Linked DNA regions of Oryctolagus cuniculus: region 1 is linked to region 2. The links are chromatin contacts, called in public Hi-C maps. All regions are on one chromosome and are shown on one strand. The core of a region is the stretch at or near the end of the contact, and the rest is flanking DNA. Distances in the headings are between cores, read along the strand shown.

What was found. A called contact is a pair of places that touch in the nucleus more often than the background predicts.
Region 1: a contact with region 2 is called in a Hi-C map of an unstated tissue, with 3 times the contacts expected there. The contact joins the promoter of CASKIN1 here to the enhancer-like site in region 2. A contact is called at or near these places in 2 of 6 Hi-C or Micro-C datasets (ear pinna and an unstated tissue).

Annotation. Positions count from the first base shown.
Region 1 is chr19:33,055,584-33,060,064 of mOryCun1.1, reverse strand. CASKIN1 (CASK interacting protein 1) reads right to left here and starts at 1,941. Exons shown (of 20, transcript XM_070064119.1): 1 at 1,702-1,941. The coding sequence starts at 1,795.
Region 2 is chr19:32,978,655-32,983,643 of mOryCun1.1, reverse strand. LOC100345135 (phospholipid-transporting ATPase ABCA3) reads right to left here. Exons shown (of 32, transcript XM_070064106.1): 7 at 4,488-4,747; 8 at 3,384-3,500; 9 at 3,136-3,256; 10 at 1-16. Among named protein-coding and RNA genes, the nearest start is that of RNPS1, 29 kb to the left of the region's middle. Within about 2 kb of position 2,508, at least 1 of the 8 cell types and tissues checked has an H3K27ac peak or open chromatin away from gene starts, as enhancers often do.

The DNA of each region.
Region 1 (4,481 bases), core at 692-3,191, 77 kb before region 2:
GACAGCTGCCGAGTGCCCGGGGCGCCGAGGGAAGGGGCCGAGGACAGGAGGGGACCCCTCTGGACATCCTCTACCCCTGGCCTCAACTCCAGCTGCACTTTGCTGAATCGAAACGCATCTTACTCCAAAGCAGGCCAGCGTCGCCATGACAACCGAGCTAATTCCTGGAGGGATTTCTCCGTCTGATTTACTGCGCCCGCCCCTGTGAGTCAGAGTGCCGTCGTGGGGCCACGGCAGGTGTTTTCTCCTGCCCCAGAGGCCAGGCCAAGTCAGACACCCAGGCAGAGGGGACACAACGCCCGCCCGCCTCCCCCTGCTGGCCAGGACAGGCGGGAGGAGGAACCCTCCAGCACGAGGCCCTGGGCTCTCTGGTGGACAGGAACCGTCCTGGTCGGCATTTGCTAAGTGCCTGGCCCTTCTTGTGCACCCTCAGACACAGGGACACACGTACCCCACCCTGCAGACCAGAACTCGGAGGCCCAGAGCTCCGGGTGGGGAGCTCTTTGCCCAAGGTCACACAAGCGCCAGGTGCAAACCCCCCCTCTCAGTTCCCCACCTGCTCTCAGGCTCAGGCTGCCCCCACCTGGACCCCCCTCCCCGGGTGTCCAGCCCCAGGGGGCAGCCCCTCCAGGCCCTTGGGACTCGAAAGGCAGGGCCAGCCTGCGCGTGCCTGTGAGGCACTGGTGCCCCCGTCTGACCACACTGGAGCCGGCAGGCAGCACAGCCCAGGGGATCCCCCACCCAGGGGGCAGTCCCAGTTCTCAGCACCCCCCCCCCAGAGAGGGTGGCAGGGCCTCCGTGCGCTACTGCAGCCTGTGAGGCGCCCAGACCCACGTGCCGCCCTGCAGAGCCCGGCCGGTGCCCGCACAGGTGCCCTGACACACTGACACGCTCATACGTGCAGCCGCACACGGCTGGGCCACACGCCCATCCATCCATCTCCTGGCGCCCCCAGGGAGGCCTGGGGCTGAGCAGGGATGAGTGCCGGGATCAGGGTGCGCAGCGCTCCCAGCCCCTCCCTGGGGCCCCCACAGCGCGAGCCACGGGTGGCCAGCAGGGCCCCCACTCCCTCCAGGCCTCCTGTGCCGCCAAGGGAGCCAGGCAGAACCAGGGTCTGGTGGACGCGTGAGGCCCCAGCCCCGCTCCCCCCCGCCCAGCTCCCCTTCCCTGGAGCCCAGCAGGCCCTGAGCCGGGCGACCTTGGGCCTCTGCTGCCCCAGCAGTAAATGGCCCCCCTCCGGCCATGCCTGGGCAGCCACACCCCCAGCACGGTCCTGCCCCCCCATCCCTGCACAGCATGTTTTTAAACACGGGAGCCGGAGCCGGCGCAGCCCCCTCACCCCTGCCGCAAGGGCTCCCCCTCCCCGCTCTCCCAGGTGTGGGGGGGCATCCGCCTCGCCCTGGAAAGGCCCCGACAGCGGAGACCTGGGCCATTAGCCCCGCAGCCGGAGGGAGGGGGGGATGCGAACACCCGCGCCGGCGGGGTGGGCGCCGCGGGGGCTCAGGGTGGCACCGAGGGCTCGGGTCGCGCCTCCGCCAGAGCCGGGGCCGGTGGGGGGCGCGGGCCGAGGGTCCCGGCGCCGCCGGCCCCGCCCCGCCCCCGGGGACCCCGCGGCCTCCCCGCCCCGCCCCGCCCGGCGCCGGCAGGGGTGGGGGTCTCGGCGCCGGGGACGGACGCCCGCGGCGCGCCCCCCGCACTCACTGGCCTTGCCGGGCCGCGGCCTCTGCAGCAGCCGCTGCGCGGTGCCCACGTCCTCCGCCTTCACCGCTTGCACCAGCTCCTGCTCCTTCCCCATGGCGCGGCGGGGCCGCAGCGGCGCGGCTGCGCTCGGCGGATCCGCGGCTCAGCGGCGGCGGCGGCCCCGCGGCTGCGGCCGCATCCTCCGCCGCCCGCCGCCTCCGCCGCCCGCCGCCCTGCGCCCCGCTCGGGCTCGGGCTCGGGCTCGGGCTCGGGCTCGGGCTCGGGCTCGGCGCGAAGGGGGCGGGGAGCGCGTCACGGGCGGGGGGCGGCCGGGGGCGGGGGCGGCGGCGGGCGCGGCACCGGGCACCGCCTCCCGGACGCCTGGGTCCCGCCGCGGCGGCCGCTGACCTCCGTCAGCCCGCGCCGGCCGCGCGCCCGGCTCCTTGGCTCCGCCCCTCCGGCGGCCCCTTCCCCCACGCCCCCTCCTCACGTGCGGGCCGGGCGCGGGGCCGGGGCCGGCGGCTGGCTGGGGGCTCCGCACGGAGCGCGGACTCGGCGGCGGCCGCGGAGCCCGCGCCTGGGCGAGGCTGCGGGACCCAGCAGGGAGGGGCTGCGCGGCAGTGGGCGGGCGCGGACGGGCGCGGGGACCCGGGCGCCCGGGCTGTCGGGCACTTCTGGCCGGCGCCTCCCCGTGGGAGGTGTGGCGGGACTGTGAAGAGGAATCCCCCAATAATGAATTCGGCGTCAGGAAACACGCGCCCCCACCCCCCAGTACATCTGCGGCCTCTGAGTGCTGTCCTCAGCAATCGGGGACAGCGTGGCCCCCAGGGCGACCCCCCGGCAGCGGAATTCGCCCTGCCAGCGCGTGCGATGTAGCCCTCCGTGTCCACTACCGAGGGGGCCCAGGCGGCCCGTCCTCAGCACAAATGGGGTCACAGCCCTGCCCCCTCTGCACCCTACCCGGGCCTGCCGCTCTCCAGCGTTAGGATTCCTGGCCCCCACGCTGGACAGCGCTGCTGGGCAGAGGCTAACCCCGTCCCCCCACCCCCAGCTGGCCCGCCCCCGCCTTGTCATCCCGGCACTCTAGGCTCAGAGTTGGGGTCTGGGCCCCAGCTCAGGCTCCAGTTCCTCGTTTAGCTCAGCACCCGCGCTGGCCAAGGCTGCTGGGCGTATGCGGTGAGGGTGGCACCTGTAGCGCAAGGCCTAACCCATGCCCTGTGGCCCCTGACAGCAAGGCGGCCGCAGCGCAGGGCAGGGAGGCAGCACTCTGTGGGGTTCCCCTGGAGGCCCGGGGAGCAAGCCTCAGTCTTCTGCCATGGGCTGGACTCCCAGAGTGGCCCGTATGTGCCAGGGCCCATCCCCCGACTCTATATAGAGACCCACTCCTGGGCACCTGCTGGGCCGGGCACCCTAGACAAGCTGAGGCACAGGAGCTAAGCGACCCTCCCCCACTGGGGTCCCCGAGTCCCAGGGTCTGCGCTTTCAGCCCATGTTGGCCTCTGGACTTGCTCTTCCCCCCAGAATAAGGAGACGGCCGCGTCCCAGTGCTCCAGGTGAGCGACCCTGGCCGTGCACCTCGATGTCTGACGGTTTCAGGTCACGCCAATAACCCATTAAGTCAAGTACGCTGCAGCCTCCTGCCCTGACAAACACGGATCCGAGAGGCCAGCTGCAGATTCAGAATCCCTGGATTCCCCTGCCTGCAGCCGTCCACAGCCCAGGGACCAGCACCCCTCAGTCCCTCCTTCTGCCTAGGACGGGCACCGGCTATGGGCCCACCTGTAGAGCGACAGGCCTGGGACAAGCTTGGGGCGGTTTGGGCGGGGCTTCCCGGGTCCCAGGTATGTACACAGCGTGTGGCCTGGAAGGGGCACACGGATTGTCTCCGGGTGGGCTCCTGCTCACGGCCTCCCCAGGGGGAAGTGTGCAGGGAGGAGGGCCAGGGCCTGTTGAAGCAAAAGGCCACAAGGGGGTGTGCAAGTCCTGGCTCCCACACGCTCGCTGTCTGTCGACCAGCGACCTTCCAGCCTCCGGAAGATGGGCCAGTAGCTCTGCCCACAGCCCGGCGCCAATGCCGCTGGGGAGCCCACGTGCAGAGATGTGCATCTGCCTGGGGTCCCCCAGCCTGGGGGTAAGGGCAGTGCAGCAGGCAGCCACGGGGGCTGGGGGTGTGGATGCAGCGGCGTGGGCCTGGGGCAGCCAGCCAGGAAGTCAGCGGGGAGGGGCCGCTGAGCTAGCAGAATCGCCCAGGCTCCGCCCCGCCCGGAGTGGAGCTGGCCGCCGCTTCACTGCAGCCTGGGCTGGCCTCCTTCCCGGATGTCCTGCCAGCCAGCCCGCAGCCCCTGCCTCTGCCCACCGGCTGTGCGCCTGCCCTCCCAGCCCCCAGAGCCCCAGGACCTGCCCGTTACTCGAGGAGGGAGACATGTGTCCCCAGGGGTTGCTGGAAGCGTGGGGGTGTGTCAGCTGCCCTGTGGTTCCTGTCACTCTTGGGGGTGCCGCCTCTGTCAGCGCTTCGCTGGTGCCTGGTGCACCAGAGAGGATCAACAACCATGCGCTCCTGTCCCCCGCTTCCCGCCCAGCAGGACTGGCAGGAGCTGCTCGGGCCAGGCGGGGACCTTGCCCCCCCATGCCACCCCCCCACCGAGAGTGTTCCCTGGCCCTCAGCCCCCACACCCCAAGCTGAGCCCCGCAGATAAAGGGATGCTCCCCACTCCAACATCTGGCGGCGCCTTGGCCCCGGCCGTCCGTCCTGCTTCAGACCCCCCTGCAGCGCTGGGCCTCCGGGGCCATGTCCTCCCCCG
Region 2 (4,989 bases), core at 1,259-3,758:
GCTGCTGCCATGTTGGCTGCGGGCGAGAGGGCAGCATAGTGCGTGGGTGTGCACGGTCACAGGGTGCAGGAAGCCACCGGTGGGAGGAGCTGCTGACCCCTGTGCCAGCTGTCCACCTGGGGACAGGCGTCCCAGTACTCAGCCTGCTGCCTCCTCTCCCCTGAGACAGCGCCTGCCTGGGGCTACACCTAGTCCCACCCTGGGACCCCCACAGCCCAGCTGCCTCCGACATCACCACACACCTGCTCCCCACGCTGCCTCACTTCCTGCCGGTCCACTTGTTCCTTCACTCACTCACCGAGTCCCCAGCTCGCACCCCGCGCTGAGCCCCTCCCAGCTGCACGTCCGTGTCTGGTGAATGCCCTGGGCACAGGGAGAACCCAGACACCACCAAGGGTGGCAGGAATGTGAGACGGGCACACGCCTCACTAACTCGAGGGAAACATGGCCGTTTTGCACATGTATGTAAACTTACAGCAGGTTTACGGTGGCTATCCCTTAAATTGAAAAAATCTAGATTTTCTTACATTCATTGCTCTAGAATAAATACAGACAGATATGTCACATAGGAAAAGCCCTTTGGGCCGGCATTATGGCTCGGCAGTTTAAGCTGCCACCTGTGACGCCGGCATCCCACGTGGGTGGATCCACTTCCAACGTGCCTGGGAGAGCAGTGGAAGACGGCCCAAACACTTGGGCCCCAGCCACCCCCGTGGAGACTTAGGTGGAGCTCTGGTTCTCGGCTTTGGCCTGGCTAGACTAGCTGTTGTAGCCACTCGGGGAGTGGACCAACAAATGAAAGATTCTCTCTCTCTGTGACTCTGCCTTTAAACAAACAGACCTTAAGAATACAAAGAAAGAAAAGCACTTTGGTGAACTCAATTTTTAAGGACACAAAGGGTCTTAGGATGAAGGAGCCCCAGCAGCTGGACTGAAATCTGTCCCTCCTGCTCCTGTGAGATCGTCCACAGGCAAGGACGAGTCCAGGGGCGGGCAGCGGGAAGGGTGGAGCTGCCGCAGAGGCGGGGGACACACAGCCTGAGAACTGGGCTCTCTGGGGCTGAGACGGCGGAGGCTGCCGGGCGTGCGTCTGACTCCCCGGACGGCTCAGCTGCAGCCCCACCTCTGGGCTCGCGGACACGCTCAGAGGGCTCCACGGGCATCAGAGTGAGCAAACAAGACACAGAATAAGCCGGCCGTGGGACGGAGAGACGCTTCCCCCAAACAGGAAGGGTTTCCCCCAAAAACCAGGTGAAGAAGCAAGACCAGGGGATGTGTGCGAGCCGACCGAGGGTTCACAAAACACGACCACCGTCTCGGAACGAAAGCCGCGTCTGCAGGATGCGCACTGAGCACGCACAGGCGGGGGGGGGGGGGTGGGCGGGCAGGCCAGGATCCGCTAGGAGAGGTTTGTCAAAGCACACATAGGAGCCAGGGGCAGGCCGGGCTGGGCGGCATGGGCGATGCCTCCTCTTGCCCACAGGATGCCGAGCACAGAACAGACATGCTGGCGAGGTGTGGGGAAGAAGGAACCCTGGCGAACTGTGGTGCCAACTCCGGCTGCTCCATGGGCCGTTAAACACAGACTTGCTGCCTGGCCCGGCCACAGCCCCGCCGGGCCACAGCCAGGAGGACTGGACAGGTGTTTCCACGCTCTCAGAGCACCGTTCAGAGCAGCTCACACACAGACGACCAGGCACACAGGAGGGCCTCTGGCTGTGGACTGTCCTCCAGCTGCAGAAGGGGAGGGATCCGCACACTCGGTGCTAGGTGAGACCGGCCGTCCCGACAGGACAGACGCTGTGCGATTCCACCTGGGCCGTCACACTCACCTGGACAAGGAGGAGCCATGGTTCCCAGGGACACAGGGAGGGGCGGCGGGGCCAGAGTTTCAGCTGGGAGCCATGGGAAAGTCTGGAGCGGGGCAGTGGTGATGGCCGCTCTACAGTGTGAATGCACTGTAGTGTGCACTTGGGACGGCTAAGGAGACACAGGCAGCGCCCACCCCACTGCCCACACACCCGCACGCACACACGCACCAGCCACAGAGGTAAAGGGCACTAAGGACAACAGAGAGGCTGGAGCCAAGGCCCAAGAGGAGAGCATTCCAGCGATGCTGGCAGCAGGATCCAATGGGCCCTGAGGGCGGGCGGGCAGGAGCCTTCAGATCATAGCACCCACGCACCCAGGCCAGCGCCAGGCTCCTGCCAACAGGGATGGCCGTGGGCTCGGACAGCGATGGCTGCCCGACCAACCTGCCGTCCGCTCAGGAGGGAGGCAGAATAAAGCCGCCTTTGGGCATACAGAGTCCAAAAACACTTGAGCAACCGCTCACCCACGCCAGTCAAAGAACCATTCCCCAGGGAACGACAATAGAGTGAGTCAGAGGAGCAGGTGCGCGGGGGGCGGCTGGCAGCAAACTGCCCGCATTTCCCGCAGGGGTCACGTGGACCAGACACAGTGAGACGCCCGGGCGGTGCTAACGAGGACGCCGTGTGTGGGAAGGTGCCAGTCAGAGCTGGGAGGAAGCGGGACAAGGCAGGCAGCTCAGTGGCTCGCACGGACGCCGTGTGTGTGTGTGTGTGTGTGTGTGTGTGTGGGGTATGAGGCGGACGCTGGAACAGAGGCACTATCTACACCCTCCGAAGCGCGGGATAAGAGGTACCGCGGGAAACGCCATCAGTCCCTGGAAGACGGCGCAGAGGGAACGGAGCTGGACAGAGGCACCGCTCAGGCAGCACGAGGCCGCCGGAAGTCGGGGCACGCCGGGTGGCACGAGGCTGCTGGACATCGGAGCTCACTGGGCAGCACGAGGCCGCCGGACGTCCGAGCTCACCAGGCCCTCCGCCCGACCCCGCACTCTCCTGCCCGGGCCCGCCCGTGTGCTCTGGCCTCTGGCCTGTTTTCAGCGCCATCCTGTGAGGCTCCCTCGCTGGCCTGCCCTGTAGCCCTGTGGCCTGCCGCACACACCGCCGTCCCTGCCTCTCCCCGCCACTGCTCTGCCGTAACTCAGTGCCTGGCTCACCTCCACTCAGATGCGGGGACCCCTTAACCTCCCACAGCCCAGACAAGCCCCCGGCTTCCCCGAGACCTGGTCGTCCACGGTCTCCGGTCCAGGGCAGCCAGACCACTGACCTTTACTGAAGAAGGTGCTGACCATGAAGCTGAAGGAGATGGAAGAGGTGGCGAAGCAGAGCAGGAAGGCCAGCACCAGGGAGGGGTCACTGTTGGTCAGCACGGCCACGCCCGTCTTCACCTGCAGGGGCACGGGGCAGACCGGGGGCGGGGGAGGCCCAAACATCCACAGTCACCAAGGACGCAGCCCAGGGCTCCACACTGCGCCGGCACCCCGGCTGCTCCGCCGCCACGGGGACCACGCTCACCTTGACGCAGAAGAGCAGCGTCATGAAGGAGACCACGACGAGGAGGACAAGGAAGAACATGAGGAACCATGCGCTCCAGTGCAGCCAGCTGTCCAGCCCCAGCATGCGCATGTACTCCTGCGGGGGGGGGGGGGGGCTTGCGTCACGTCACACCTGCAGCCCCGCACACGCGAGTGCGGCTGTGACCTGGACACCCACGCCGTGGCCTGCAGGCAGCAGCCAGGTGGCAGGGCGCAAGGAATCCCGCCCGGCCCCCTCCCCGTCCTATGCACTGCCCCACTGGCAGGAGGGAGTGCGGCTACTGCGCAGACTCAGCCGCCGGGTGAGCGCCTGCCCTACCTGGTTCACCCGTGGGTCTGCGCTTGTGACTGAGGTGCAGCCTGCTCTACGGCCGCCTCGGTCAGGTTCGTCACAGCACCCAGCGGACCCCCGTGCTCCCGTCGGCTTTCCCGGCCTTTTACGACCTCAGTCGTTACAGACTCCTGCCCTGAGAAGGCTCTCAGTGGCACGTGGACATTTGCAGCGGAGGAAGCTGAGCGACTCCCGGGTGACGGCAGGCGCCAAGTTCACCCCGGTGGTCTTTATCGAGGCCGCGTGGCCACGTGGCACGCTTCAGGAGGCTCCGAGAAAACGGGACCGAGAGGTGCTTGAAACCCACGGCTGGTTTCCCGCAAGACGCATTTCCCGCGGGCTCTGAAGACTCCTCGGGAGACACCATGGTGCCCTTCACGGCTTCACTCCCCACTCACTCACGCCCAAGTCTGCAGCACAGTGGCCCCTGATCCGCACACGGTGCTAGTTAGCCTCCCGTTCAGCCGTCACCGTCCAACAGAGCAAAATCAACATCGTGCAGCTGGCACTGTCGGCCAGGGCCTGTCGCGATGCACCACGCAGCTCCAGGGCCACCCTTCCCTCCTGAGCGCGCCACACAGGAACCGGCACGCTCTCCCAGGGCCTGAAAACCCAGACACGCGGCCTGATTTCAAGGAAGCCCCAAGACCGGCGGGAGCCACAGAGCAGTGGGTGTGGGTGCACGGCGGGGCAGCCTGGAAACCAGGACCGGGCCTCCCAGCGGCACCCTCCCCCCAGAGCACGCGGGCTCACCTTCAGCTTGCGCTCCTTCTCCTGCACCACCGCCCGGATGATGGTAAGCGAGGCGTAGGTGAAGCTCAGCAGCAGCAGCAGGGGCAGCTGGTACTGGATGGCCACCAGGAAGGGGTCGGAGATGAAGGGCGGGTACGGGAACCTCTTCACGGTCACCGTGAGCTGCTGCAGGAGCTGCTGGGCAGAGGCGTTGGCGTGATAGTGTATGATGGCTCTGTCCACGGCGTGCTGCACGGCCAGGAAGCCCTCCCGGATGTACCCTGGGTGTGGAGCAGAGGACAACCGGGGTCGGGAAAGCCACATCTCGGTGCTGCTCACCGGGAGAGCCGCCAGCGCCCAGCTGTGCAGGGGCATCCCTGGAGGGGCCACAGAGGGACTTTGCCCGATGCCCCCTCTGCGGACCCCGGGGTGCCTTGCACTGCCCGGAGAAGCGGGGGAGACACATCCCACACCCACAGCAGCTGAGAGGATGACCCCTAGCAGTCTGGGAGCTGCAAAAAGA